Linked DNA regions of Mus musculus: region 2 is linked to region 1. A link is a contact called in public Hi-C data. All regions are on one chromosome and are shown on one strand. The core of a region is the stretch at or near the end of the contact, and the rest is flanking DNA. Distances in the headings are between cores, read along the strand shown. Region 1 overlaps Foxn3 (forkhead box N3). Region 2 has its middle 3.0 kb from the start of Gm26839.

Evidence for each region. Hi-C and Micro-C count contacts between places; a contact is called where the count stands out from the background.
Region 2: a Hi-C map of liver shows a contact between it and region 1, with 3 times the contacts expected there. The contact joins two enhancer-like sites. A contact is called at or near these places in 3 of 39 promoter capture datasets (liver and maxillary cranial neural crest), 5 of 484 Hi-C or Micro-C datasets (the HPC-7 cell line, liver and nephron progenitors), 3 of 115 datasets of contacts at active chromatin or transcription factors (bone marrow-derived macrophages and forebrain) and 3 of 9 other capture datasets (adipose tissue, liver and pancreatic islet).

Annotation. Positions count from the first base shown.
Region 1 is chr12:99,430,259-99,435,997 of GRCm38.p6, reverse strand. The region is part of intron 1 of Foxn3 (forkhead box N3); the gene reads left to right. Among named protein-coding and RNA genes, the nearest start is that of Foxn3, 17 kb to the left of the region's middle. Within about 2 kb of position 2,412, at least 4 of the 459 cell types and tissues checked have an H3K27ac peak or open chromatin away from gene starts, as enhancers often do. A contact at or near this core is called in liver, where this site is marked.
Region 2 is chr12:99,557,996-99,563,734 of GRCm38.p6, reverse strand. It overlaps a transcript of Foxn3 not described here. Among named protein-coding and RNA genes, the nearest start is that of Gm26839, 3.0 kb to the left of the region's middle. Within about 2 kb of position 2,799, at least 57 of the 459 cell types and tissues checked have an H3K27ac peak or open chromatin away from gene starts, as enhancers often do. A contact at or near this core is called in liver, where this site is marked.

The DNA.
Region 1 (5,739 bases), core at 1,163-3,662:
CCTGTCTTGTTTGTTGCACAGAGCAACAAACAAACAAAAACACATAGCAACAGAAGAAGAGGGAGGGAGGGAGGGACGAAGGAGGGAGAGAGGGGAGGAGGGAGGAAGAGAAGGAAGGGAAGAAAAAGACAGAAAAGAAACAAGAAACAGAAGACCACCAGACAATAAGATGTTGCCTTTGAATTTTTGCACCAAGCTCTCTGCCTTGGCTTTGCTAGGGCAGCCATACTGTTAAGTGTTTTCCGGTCCTTTTTTGTAGGTGAGAACATTAAACCCAGAGAGCTAAACTCGTATGCCTATAGACTCAAAGTACAGGTTAGAGAATAGGAACCTGCTACAGGTGTTGGGAAACCCAGCACAGTGGTTTCCATGACAAAGGCCTAGCAGAATTTAAAGTGTTCTTTTCACAACATGGTGGAGAATGGGTTAGAATTTTATTATGGTGCCATTCTCAAGTCCTGACTTTGTGTGGCATTCTAGTGTGTGCCCTGTTTGTTTTTGAAACCTGCTAAGTAGGACAATGCCTCCTGCTCCTGCCAAGTGGATGCGGCCTTGCAGAACACCTGGTGGAATTGGTGTGTAAACAGATGCTTGTGAAATGCCTTTTGCGCAATTGACAATACGACTGTGTCATGATGATCAATTTGGTTCTGATATGCTCCTGTAGGAGGTATGTGACCTCAGAAGTACCTCAAAGCAATGGTAGGCCTTGCCTATGCTTTGAGAAGGCTCCATCCTGTGTGAAAGCCAGTGGCCACCAGCTCTATGGCATTCACCATACGATCCATTTGGCTTGTACTTCACAGTCTACGCAGGACATCATCATGTGCACACCTGCCTTGCGCAGAACAACACTACTGGGGTTGAAATTGAGTTGTGCCAATCAGAGTGTTGGGCCCACAGGAGGCAGAGAGGTTGAGAGGAATGAATGTCTTGCTCTAAAGATGCTCACTGTCAGGAGACTAGGTTAGTTATCAAGGGAGCCTCAGTGTGTGTGTATGTGTGTGTGTGTGTGTGTGTGTGTGTGCATGTGCACACACATGTATTCAGATGCATATACAGCATTCATGTGGGGGTTGGAGATCCACTTTAGGTGTTGGTCCTTGCTTTTTTTTTTTTTTTTTTTTTTTTTTTTAAATGTAGTCTGTTTTTTTTTTTAAAGATTTATTTATTTATTATATGTAAGTACACTGTAGCTGTCCTTAGATACTCCATAAGAGGGCATCAGATTTTGTTATGGATGGTTGTGAGCCACCATGTGGTTGCTGGGATTTGAACTCGGGACCTTTGGAAGAGCAGTCGGCGCTCTTAACCACTGAGCCATCTCGCCAGCCCCGGTCCTTGCTCTTTAACTAGTTTGATGCAGGGTCTCTTTATTGTTTGCTTTTGTGTACACCAGGCTAGCTGGCCTGAAACTGCCAAGGATTCTTTTTTTTTAATTGTAGTATCAGTACCTTCAGTTTCTTTTTTTTTTTTTTAATTTTTATTAGATAATTTCTTCATTTACATTTCAAATGCTATCCAAAAAGTCCCCTATACCCCCCCCACTTCTTTTTTTTTTTTTTTTTTTTTTTTTTTGTCTCTGCCTCCCATCTTGCCATGGAGGCAGGGCTATGAATGCGCTCTACCATGCCCCGCTTTTCCGTGGGTTCTGAGGATGCAAACTCAGAGGCTTATGTTTCTGGATCCAGTGTTCTGCCCCATCGAGCCTGCTCTACAGCTTATGCAGTGTGCGCTTTCCTCCTTTGTGCATGTGTGCAGTTCATCTCTACCGTCATCATAAACACCCCACCAAGGTGCTTTTAGATTTCTCAGCCTTCACAACCACGAACTAGAATAAAACTCTTGCCGGGCGTGGTGGCGCATGCCTTTAATCCCAGCACTTGGGAGGCAGAGGCAGGCGGATCTGAGTTCGAGGCCAGCCTGGTCTACAAAGTGAGGTCCAGGACAGCCAGGGCTACACAGAGAAACCCTGTCTCGGAAAACCAAAAACCAAACCAAACCAAACCAAAACACTCCATTGCTTATAAAGCACACAGCCTTACTCAGTTACTCTGTGCCAGTACAGGATCAGGCCAGGGCAAATGACATTTCCGCCCTGTGAGTGAGTGAGATGGTAAGTGGATTTATCCGAGGCCCACAGTGCCCGAGTAGCTGACCTTGACCTTGTAGTCCTTGAGATGGACCCTGCTCCCTCTCCCCTTCCCAGTACTTCTCTGTGAACTGCAGCATTCACGCACAGGGAGTGGTTAGGGATCACCCCGCAGGTACCTTACTTGAAGCAGACGGATCTTTTCTGAAAGGAGCCTTCGTTTTCACTTTAAAAAAATCTAGATTCCCCCAGAGGGGTCAGAAGAGGAATGGAAGCCCTTGCCCTTGTCCTCATTCCCAAGAGCCACTTGGCAGGGAGTCCAAATGGAGACCAGATAACAGAAACCAATGGAAAATAACCTTGAACCTCAGGCAATTTGGAGGCAAGGCTTTCTTTATCTGCTAGCTACAGGCAGCAACTTTTCAGTCTCAATGTCTGGGCCAAGAACTTCTTGTTTCTTGGGATCTCTGGAGACCTTGCCTGAACCCAGGCAGAGAAGCGCTCCAGGCTTACCTAGCAGGGATGCACTGAGGCTGGAAGACGGTAGGCTAGCCAGGGAGTCTTTGCTCTTTCCTGGTACCTAGAGTGTGAATGTCTTAAGGTATTCTAAGACCAGTGATCTGGCTTTGGCCTAATCTGTACTGCTGGTACAGTTTAGTGGGTTCCAGACCTCAATTTTTCTTACCTAAAAATTAAAACATAAAAAAAATTTTAAAGTATACTTTTTTTACTTGTTTGACTGGTTTGAGGTTTTTGAGACTAACTAGTTCTGAGGATTAGCTGTGGAATGGGCACCCCTACTCAGTATTCGCCTTGGAGTACACTAGCAGAGTGTCTTGGGTGTGCACATCTACTAAAATTTATGTTGCACAGACCCAGCAAGCTCATTCACCCTTAGAAATATATCCTGTGGATGCTTTTCTTCCTGTGGTTTGTTATGGTGACGGTAAATGGCTGTGCCCTCAGTCTCTATCTGCAGGGACAGCTCAGAGCACAGGGCTTTGTCCTGGTCCACTGGGTAGCATCTAATAGGACAAGATGGAAAGGATCCACAGATGTAACAGCGAGAAATGAGCAGAATACGATGTGCTGAGTGCTGTCTGCCTTCTATAAATCGTACATGTTCTGCTGGTCAGTATTCTATTACTAAAAGAAATGTCACGCCAGGCGGTGGTGGTGCACGCCTTTAATCCCAGCACTTGGGAGGCAGAGGCAGGCGGATTTCTGAGTTCGAGGCCAGCCTGGTCTACAAAGTGTGTTCCAGGACAGCCAGGGCTATACAGAGAAACCCTGTTTCGAAAAACCAAAAATAAATAAATAATTAATTAATTAAATGTCTAAGAGGGGCTGCCTGCGATTCAACTCCTCAGAGAAGCATTTGCCTGGCCTGTGTGAGCCTTAGGTACTGTAACCCCCAGTTTACATAACCATGTCAACAGGTGCCAAAGAGAATCCATTTAGAAAGCAGACAGGATTTTTTTTTTTTTTTTAAATTTTGGCTCATGGTTTTGGAGCCTTTAATCCATGGTTGATTCACCTTGTTGCTTCTGGTCTGTGGCAAGATAGCATATCACCAGGAATGCCTGGAGAGAAAATTTTAAAAAATGAGAGGAAGGTAGATTCCCAAAATCCTCCTTCAAGGGCCCTTCCCCAGATGACCTCATTTCCTTCTACATGGTCAAGCTCTTAAAGGTTCTGTCAACCACCACTGGTACCACAGTCTGGGGACTGACTATGCCATTAGAACACAGTCTTTGGGGCATTTCATATGTCTGCCATCGTCGTATGTGTCAAGTCATCTGTCCCTGTTTTACAGATGAAGAGGTTAAAGCATAGTGAATTTGTGCAACCCACTGAGTCTTAGCAGGATGTGGGTATCAAAGATATTCCTTAGTAGGTAAAAAAGCAGATTTGCAAAAGGGGTATGAGGGCTCATGTTAATTGTCACTCCGGCAGAATCTGGAATGACCTGGGAGAAGAGTCACTGTGCATACTGTGGGAGGTTGTTGAGATTACGTTAATTGATGTGTTAAGAGCCGTCTTAATTGTGTGTGTGTGTTGGGGGGGGAGGGGGATTGGCGCGTGTCCTGGGCTGAAGGCAAAGAGCTGAGCAGCAGCGGTCACTGCTCTCTGCCTCTTGACTGTGATGCACCCAGCTCTTTCAGGCTCATGCCTCTGCGACTCTTTGGCAGTGGTTGACTGTGACACTAAATGAACTGTGACCTAAATGAACCCTTTCTCCCTGAAGTAGCCTTTGTTATAGTATTTTATCCCAACAGCTGAGAATGAAGGTGAAACAGGGGGATCCATAGCTATACTTTAAAAAATAGGATATCCACTAATACATATCCACACATATCTATGATTTGGATTTAAAGATTTATTGTTATTATTATTATCATTATTATTGTATGTGTCTGGGTCTGAGTGTGTGCATGTACCTGTGTATACTGTGCTGAAAGATCCTATCTTTTCTTTTTATTTAAAGATTTATTTATTTATTTCATGTATACGAGTACACTGTAGCTGTCTTCAGACACACCAGAAGAGGGCATCAGATCCCATTACAGATGGTTGCGAGCCACAATGTGGTTGCTGGAAATTGAACTCAGGACCTCTGGAAGAGCAGTCAGTGCTCTTAAGCCATCTCTCCAGCCCAAGATCATATCTTCAAATGCAAATCCCAAAGCAGGAAGAGTGAACAGGAAGTGGGAGGGGCTACAAAGTCTCAAAGCTCACACACTGAGTTTGTATCTGTGTGCAGGTATGTGTGTGTGTGTCTGTGTTTGTGTGTGTGTTTATGTGCATGCACTCAAGTATGTGTTTTGTATATGTGTATGTTTGTGTGTGTGTCTGTGTATGTCTGTATAGACACATACGTGTCTATGTGTCGGTGTGTGTATGTCTCTCTCTGTCTGTGTGTATGTGACTATATGTGTGTGTTTGTCTATATGTGTTTCTGTGTGTCTGTTTGTCTTTCTGTGTGTGCCCAAGAAAACCAGAACAGGGCATCCATTTCCTAGAGCTGAAGTTACAGGAGACCGTGCCATGCTCACTGTGGGTGCTGGTTACTAAGCTCAGGTTCTCAGAAGAGCAGCAAATCTTATTAACTGCTGAGCAATGTCTTCAGCCTTCTCATATTTTTTAATGACTATTATTATTGGCAAGGTCCACAATAGAAAATGTGGGGCTGAGAATATGGCTTAGTCAGTAGAATGCTTGCCTGGCACACACAGTGTCCTGGATTTAATCCCTAGTGCCACATAAAACCAGGCATGGTAGTATAACCCTGTTATCTCAGCTCTTGAGAGATAGAGTCAAGAGGATTGGCGTACAAGGTCATCTCTGGCTACTGTGGTGGTTTGAATGAGAGTTTGTAGCCCGCCCACTTCCGGTTCACCCTTCTGCTTTGCTCTTGACATTGAAGATGTGATCGCTCAGCCTCTTGCTCTGGATATCTGTTGTCAAGCCTCTCCCATCATTATGGATTCTCCCCCCTGGAACCCTAAGCCAAAATAAACTCTTGCTTCTGCAAGTTGCAGCAGCAACAGAACTAACTAATAGGGAGTTCAAAGCCAGTCTAAGGTATAACAGACCCTGTCTTTAAAAAGGGAGCTCTTAGAGGGACCAAGGATTCAAGGCAGGAG
Region 2 (5,739 bases), core at 1,550-4,049, 130 kb before region 1:
GCTGCCCCTCAGTACGTGCAGGCTGCAGAGCGGGCCGCGGCCCGGACGGCGAGCGCTAGGACCCAGCAGGACTCCGGGCCCGGGTGGGAGCCGAGCCGCCGACCCCGGGCAGGCGCCGGGCGCTGGAGCCGGGTGTTCCGGCCGCGGTCGGTGCAGCTCGGCTGGGAGACGGCGCGAGCCGGCGGCGGGGCCCCCCGCGAGTCCAGCGCCGCCGCAGCCCCCCAATGCGGCCGCGAGAAGCAGCTGGGGGGCAGGCGATCGAAGGTAAGGAAAATGCGGCTCTCTGGCTGCCTAGCGAGCCTCTGCCCGGGTTAGCATTGTCACCCCGAGCCTCGCTGCCCAGGCTGCCCATTTTGGGGGGCACCCTTGGCTTTTTATCTTAAGGTGTCCGCCCCCATCTGTGCTCCTAGTTTTGGATTGATTTATAGCATGCAGCCCAGAATGGGAAAGATCCAGGGATGGCGAGTTGGTTATTTTCATTAGTTTTTGTCTCAAAAGTAAGTTCATTTAAAAAAGAAAGAAAGAAAAGAAAGAAAAGTTTTTTTCTGGAATTTGTAGATAGCTGGGTTTACATTTTAATTTAAAAAATTAGCAGACAATGGATATTTATAAAAATTACCGAATAATTGATGTAATTCCGTTAATGACTTCGGAGGGAGGCGGCTCTGGAGGGTCCTCAGGCATGACTTGTATTTTCAAGGAACTAACGTGTTAAATGTGGAGTTTGGCTGGGGCAGAGTTACAGCATCGCTGTCGTAACTGTTTTGCTATCAATTATAAACAGAGTGTCTATGGGCAGTTTAAACCTCTTTTTCAAATACCGGAGCTTCATATCCCGGCGTGACATGGACAAACCAGAATGTCCATTGAAGGAAGCAGGAGTGTTTCTGTTTTTGGAGAAAAACGTTGCATTGAGGAGAAAAAAAAAAAAAAAAAAAAAAAAAAAAAAAAAAAAAAACCAGATTCCTAGCCCGGGAGACTATTTTTCATGCTTTGTTTATAGTCTGGGAATGACATTTGGGAAAGGGGAACGCGGTCTTTCTTGGGAGCTTTTAATCGTGGGGGTTATTAATTTATTTAATTTATTAGTTTCAATTGGTTGGGCTCCGGGAGCCTTCCGTCACCAGGTTATGCTAGCGTTGGGACACAGGATTGCGAAGGCGAAACTGCCAGCCCGGAAAGGACTGGACCGGGCTGGTGGAAGCTCCCCGTGGCGCTGTTGTAGGCTGGGTGCTACCGGCTCATTGAGGAAAATGGGGATGGCTCTCGGAGCTGAGGAAGACATCAGTATTTCCCTTTTGTTCCCTGTTTTTTCCATTGATCTCCAGCTCTGCCTTAGCCAGGGGGAGCAGCTCTGAGGGTGCAGAGAGCCCTGAAGACTGCACGAATGTCTGGAGCCCGCTCTAACTCTCACACTGATTGGTCAGTCTGATGGGGACTTAGGAAAACAGTCACCCGAAACCGTCTTTTAAAACCTCGTCTTAATTTCAGATCTGCCGGCTTGTACATGGGTTCCTGCCTGGTTTCTCTTTTGATCTGGGTGCATCTGGCTCGCTCTGGGTGTCTTTATCTTTAATTTTGTGTTGTTGTTTCTATCCAGATAAAGTAGGCCATTTTGGTGACAAATTTCTCTGCAGATGTCAGCTTCTAGCTCGCACTGATAGATGTGGGGCTTCACAGTGATTTCTCTCCATAAGTTGTAGGATGCAAAGTTGCTCAACTTGGAATTAATTTTTCCTAATTTTTTTTTCATCTGAGCATTTAAATAGCTACACCAACAGATGGAAGCTTAACTGTATCATTACTTTGATAATTTAAGTGCCTTGTGAATTAGTATGTTTCTCGCGCTAAATCTAAGTCTTTAGACAGTGGAAGGGAAAACAGACAATGAAAGGCAAGCAATCCCGATCAGCTTGCAGACTATTGCAAGAAATTGTGGCGTCTGCTTTGAGCAGAATACAATTCACATCCAAGAAGGGGCGGGGGTGGGGGGGTCTTTTACCACAGAAGGCAGAATTAGAGATAGGGGATGAAGCGGGATCTCTATAAGACAGCCTGCAGCCTCTCTGGACATCTTCATTTGAGCCTTAAAGTGCCTCATTAAAGAAGCTGGGTCCCAGAAGTTGTTAACCGTATAAACACTTTTCTGATTGGTTTAAATATTTAGACACAGGAAGTAGATGGTATCTAGTAACCCAGGAATGGAGACATGGTTGTCATAGAAACTGAGAAGTGTAACCCCACCCCACCCCCACCACACATGCATTCACTACCATGACCACCACTTAGGGGGGAAAAAAAAAGCCCTGCATGTCATCACAGATGCTTGGAGAACTTGCTGGCTTCTGTTAGCTTTCCCACAACATCTGTTGAAACCTGAGACCATGCCTGTCAAACCAAGGTCATTTTACAACAACAACCAAAAAACAGAGCCCTCTGGATTTCATAACTGTATTTTTATTGAAAATAGTTCAGGGAAGAGCCTGAAAGCCAGTGTGAGCGTTCATGCTTACTTAGCATTTTGGATCCTCTGAGTTAAGCAAGAGGAAGGCTGCAAAGAGTACATTTGAGCCATTAATTGTAGAACTATGTGTCTGCTTCTAGAGGTGTGTCTCTCCTGTTAGAACAAAAGTCCTTTTTTACAGACTTAGAGACCAGAATGCAGCCAGCGGAGGCAGGGTCATTTGGCAAAGGCGTTATGAAGTGTTTCCGGGCTTGCAAGCCGGTTCCAGGTGGAGTTGAGGTGTTTGATCATGAAGGTCTCTGGGGGGTTGGACAGGTTCCCTTGGGCTATGCCTGGTGCTCAGGGGAGCAAAGGGCAGGGTGTTCTTGGTGGCTGAGCAGGGGGAGGAGGTGCTCCTAAGTGGAGCGAGGACCATTTCCAGACTGCAAATATGACTGCCCAGTTGATTAGATGCATTTCCTCTCCCGTGAATGGAGAGCGGTGCTTTCCCGTTTTTGTTTTTGGTTTTTTTATTGAGGCTATTTTGGGTGGGTGGGGCGGTCCTCCAGGCCGTTAGCACACATATCAGCTATATCTTATTCATGGTGAGGAATACCAAGGAGAAAAGTTTAGTCACCTCCTCCAGCGCCCCCTTTTCACTCATTTTGCTAAGCAGAGAATAACCAAACATACCTCTCCTAAATTTTGACTTTGAGGTGCTTCAGTAAAACTTGTCGATATAACAATCAACACAGTGGCTAGAATTTGACCTGTTGTATCCATGACAATCTTTAAATGGTAAGGTGGTTTTTTTTTTTTTTAGTATTTATTATTATTAATTATGCTTAGGTGTATGTATCTGCATGTGGGTGTGGACACATACCAGAAGTCCTTGGAGCTGAAGTTCCGGACTGTTGTGAGCCCTCTCGTGTAGGTGCTGGGATCCGAACACAGGCCCTCTGGAAGAGACCTCTTAACTACTGAGCCATCTCTCCAGCACCCCTTTTAAAATATTTATTTATTTATTTATTTAAGGCAGGATTCCTCTGTGTAGCCCTGGCTGTCCTGGAACTCACTCTGTAGAGCAGGCTGGCCTCAAACTCACAGAGATCCACCTGCCTCTGTCTTCTAAATGCTGAGATTAAAGGTGTACACCACCCCCACCCTGCCAGACTCCTTAATTTCAAGGTCTTTATATTTGTGTTTCAAATAACTTCTCTCCATATGTGGTATATTTAGCACTGCACTGGACCCTTTTCTTAAAAAGGTTTTAAATTTTATTTAAATTGCAGTTTGGTACTTCTAAAAGAATATCACATCTCCCTTGTTTTTCTCAACTGATTGCCTCAAGGAGTGGGGGGAGAGATGAAAGAGTTCCTAAATATGTCTTAATGCTTATTTAATATCCTATATTGATGGTGTAGCAAATAGCTTAGAGCCATGTAGTGTCCATGATCCGATTACGGGTGTAGTTCACGATCCCACGTTATCAAATATTTGGTGCTCCGGGACTTGATGGCATGACTGGTCCCTCTCAGCAAAGGATTTCCTGTTGAGAAGTTATCTGCAAGTACAGCAAACTGCCATTGGCAGGAAACCTGACAGTTGCTTGTTTTTACAAACTGAAGGAAGTGAATGAGACTTGTTAGTTTCCAGAATCTACCTTGACTCGCTCCAGCCTGCCCCAGAGTTTGCTCAGTTCAAAGGAGGTGACCATGAGTTGTACGAACGATGAGCCTGCTTCAAATCACTGGCACTTCCGTGAATTTCCGTTTTGACTTTAGAATTGGAAGAATTAATCCTTACGCTGTCAGGTACAGCTTCGTTCACCAATACAAATGAGCAAGGTGCTCAATGAAGTCCTAGCTCATTCCCAGTTGTCAGAAAGTCACTGATAGAATCATTCAAGCTGGCACTGTTTGGATGGCTGTGCCAAATTTTTAACAGTAGTTTCAGAATACCAATCAAATGCCAAAGGAGGGAAGAAGGGAAGGAGAGAGGGAGAGGACTGTCCTTCTCTGCTTGCTTCTGAGGGGGGGAAATTCATAAAGAACATATTTCAGGTATGTGCCAACCTTGCTGGTAGCCGGAAGCACAAGGTAGGTGTGGGTCTGTAAAAAGGCGCTTGAGAGAGAAACATCACAACTTTGAAAGCATCTACTACTTGAAATCATTATTTATTTCACTATTTTAACTTTGGATAATCTCATGTTTAATTGCTTCAATTCATGAATGTTCCATATTCTGGAGGGGTAGGAGGAAGGGCAAGCCTCTTTATAGGCTGTAAGTACATAGACCCCCATAATAGAACCAGCTATTGGAATGGCCCACACACACGTTTTCTTAGGCATCGTTTTTGTTTTATAGTTAGCACCAAGTAGAATCTTAAGCAAGATCCTGATAGCTGAATGGAATCAAAGAAGAGCTAGCTACTCTAGGGGAACCAGGAGCCCAGAGGTGGTGACCGCCCTCCAGGCAGCACCTGGGGCTAGCACTAGAACTCAGAACTCTGCCAACATAGTTGCAAACCCACTGCTTTTTAAATGGCCCAAATATTCTCCTAAGGAAGCCAGAGGAAACTGCCTTCAGGGCCCTATGCCAACTCAGCTAAAAAGAACTTTTGCCTGGGCGATTTCAGAGGACCTTTGTTCTCAGAGAGAGGGGGAGGCGAAAGGTAACAATCCGTTATGTCTCACCACACATCCTGAGAAACTACTGGGAACCCAGAGAAAGATCTGACCAGTCACTGCATGACAAAGTCCCAGGCTTGTTCTAATGAGAGAGGGGCAAAGTCTTTTTTAGGGGTGTAAAAATGCAGGCTTCCTTTATAAGTGATAGGAATGGCATGTGGGCGTGACCAAGGTGGTCCACTGTCAACTTGCTGGGAGGCTTGGCTTTAGTGTCTTTCGGTGTGGTTCTGTCAGGGATGGAGAGAGCTCATATAGCGTCAACTAGGAAGGGACGCTCTGCTGAGCTGTGTGCATTGGCTTGGAGGACTCAACGTGTGTCGTCAGGTGATAACACGCAGATGATATTTGAATTATCATCAAATAGACTCGGTTATCTCTTCTACTATGAGAATATCCTGAAACAGTGTAGATTCTATGTAGATTCTGCTCAGGTCCCCCTTGTGTTCCAGATACAACTGGTAGCGGGGACTTTTAGGTAGCATTTAAATGCTTTTCTTTATTCTTATATCGTTATTGGCGTGTGTGATGTAAGAGCAGCTGTGCACGTGGAGGCCGGGTTCTAGCACAGGATGGGTTCTAGGGATTGGTTTCTGACTTCTATTGAGC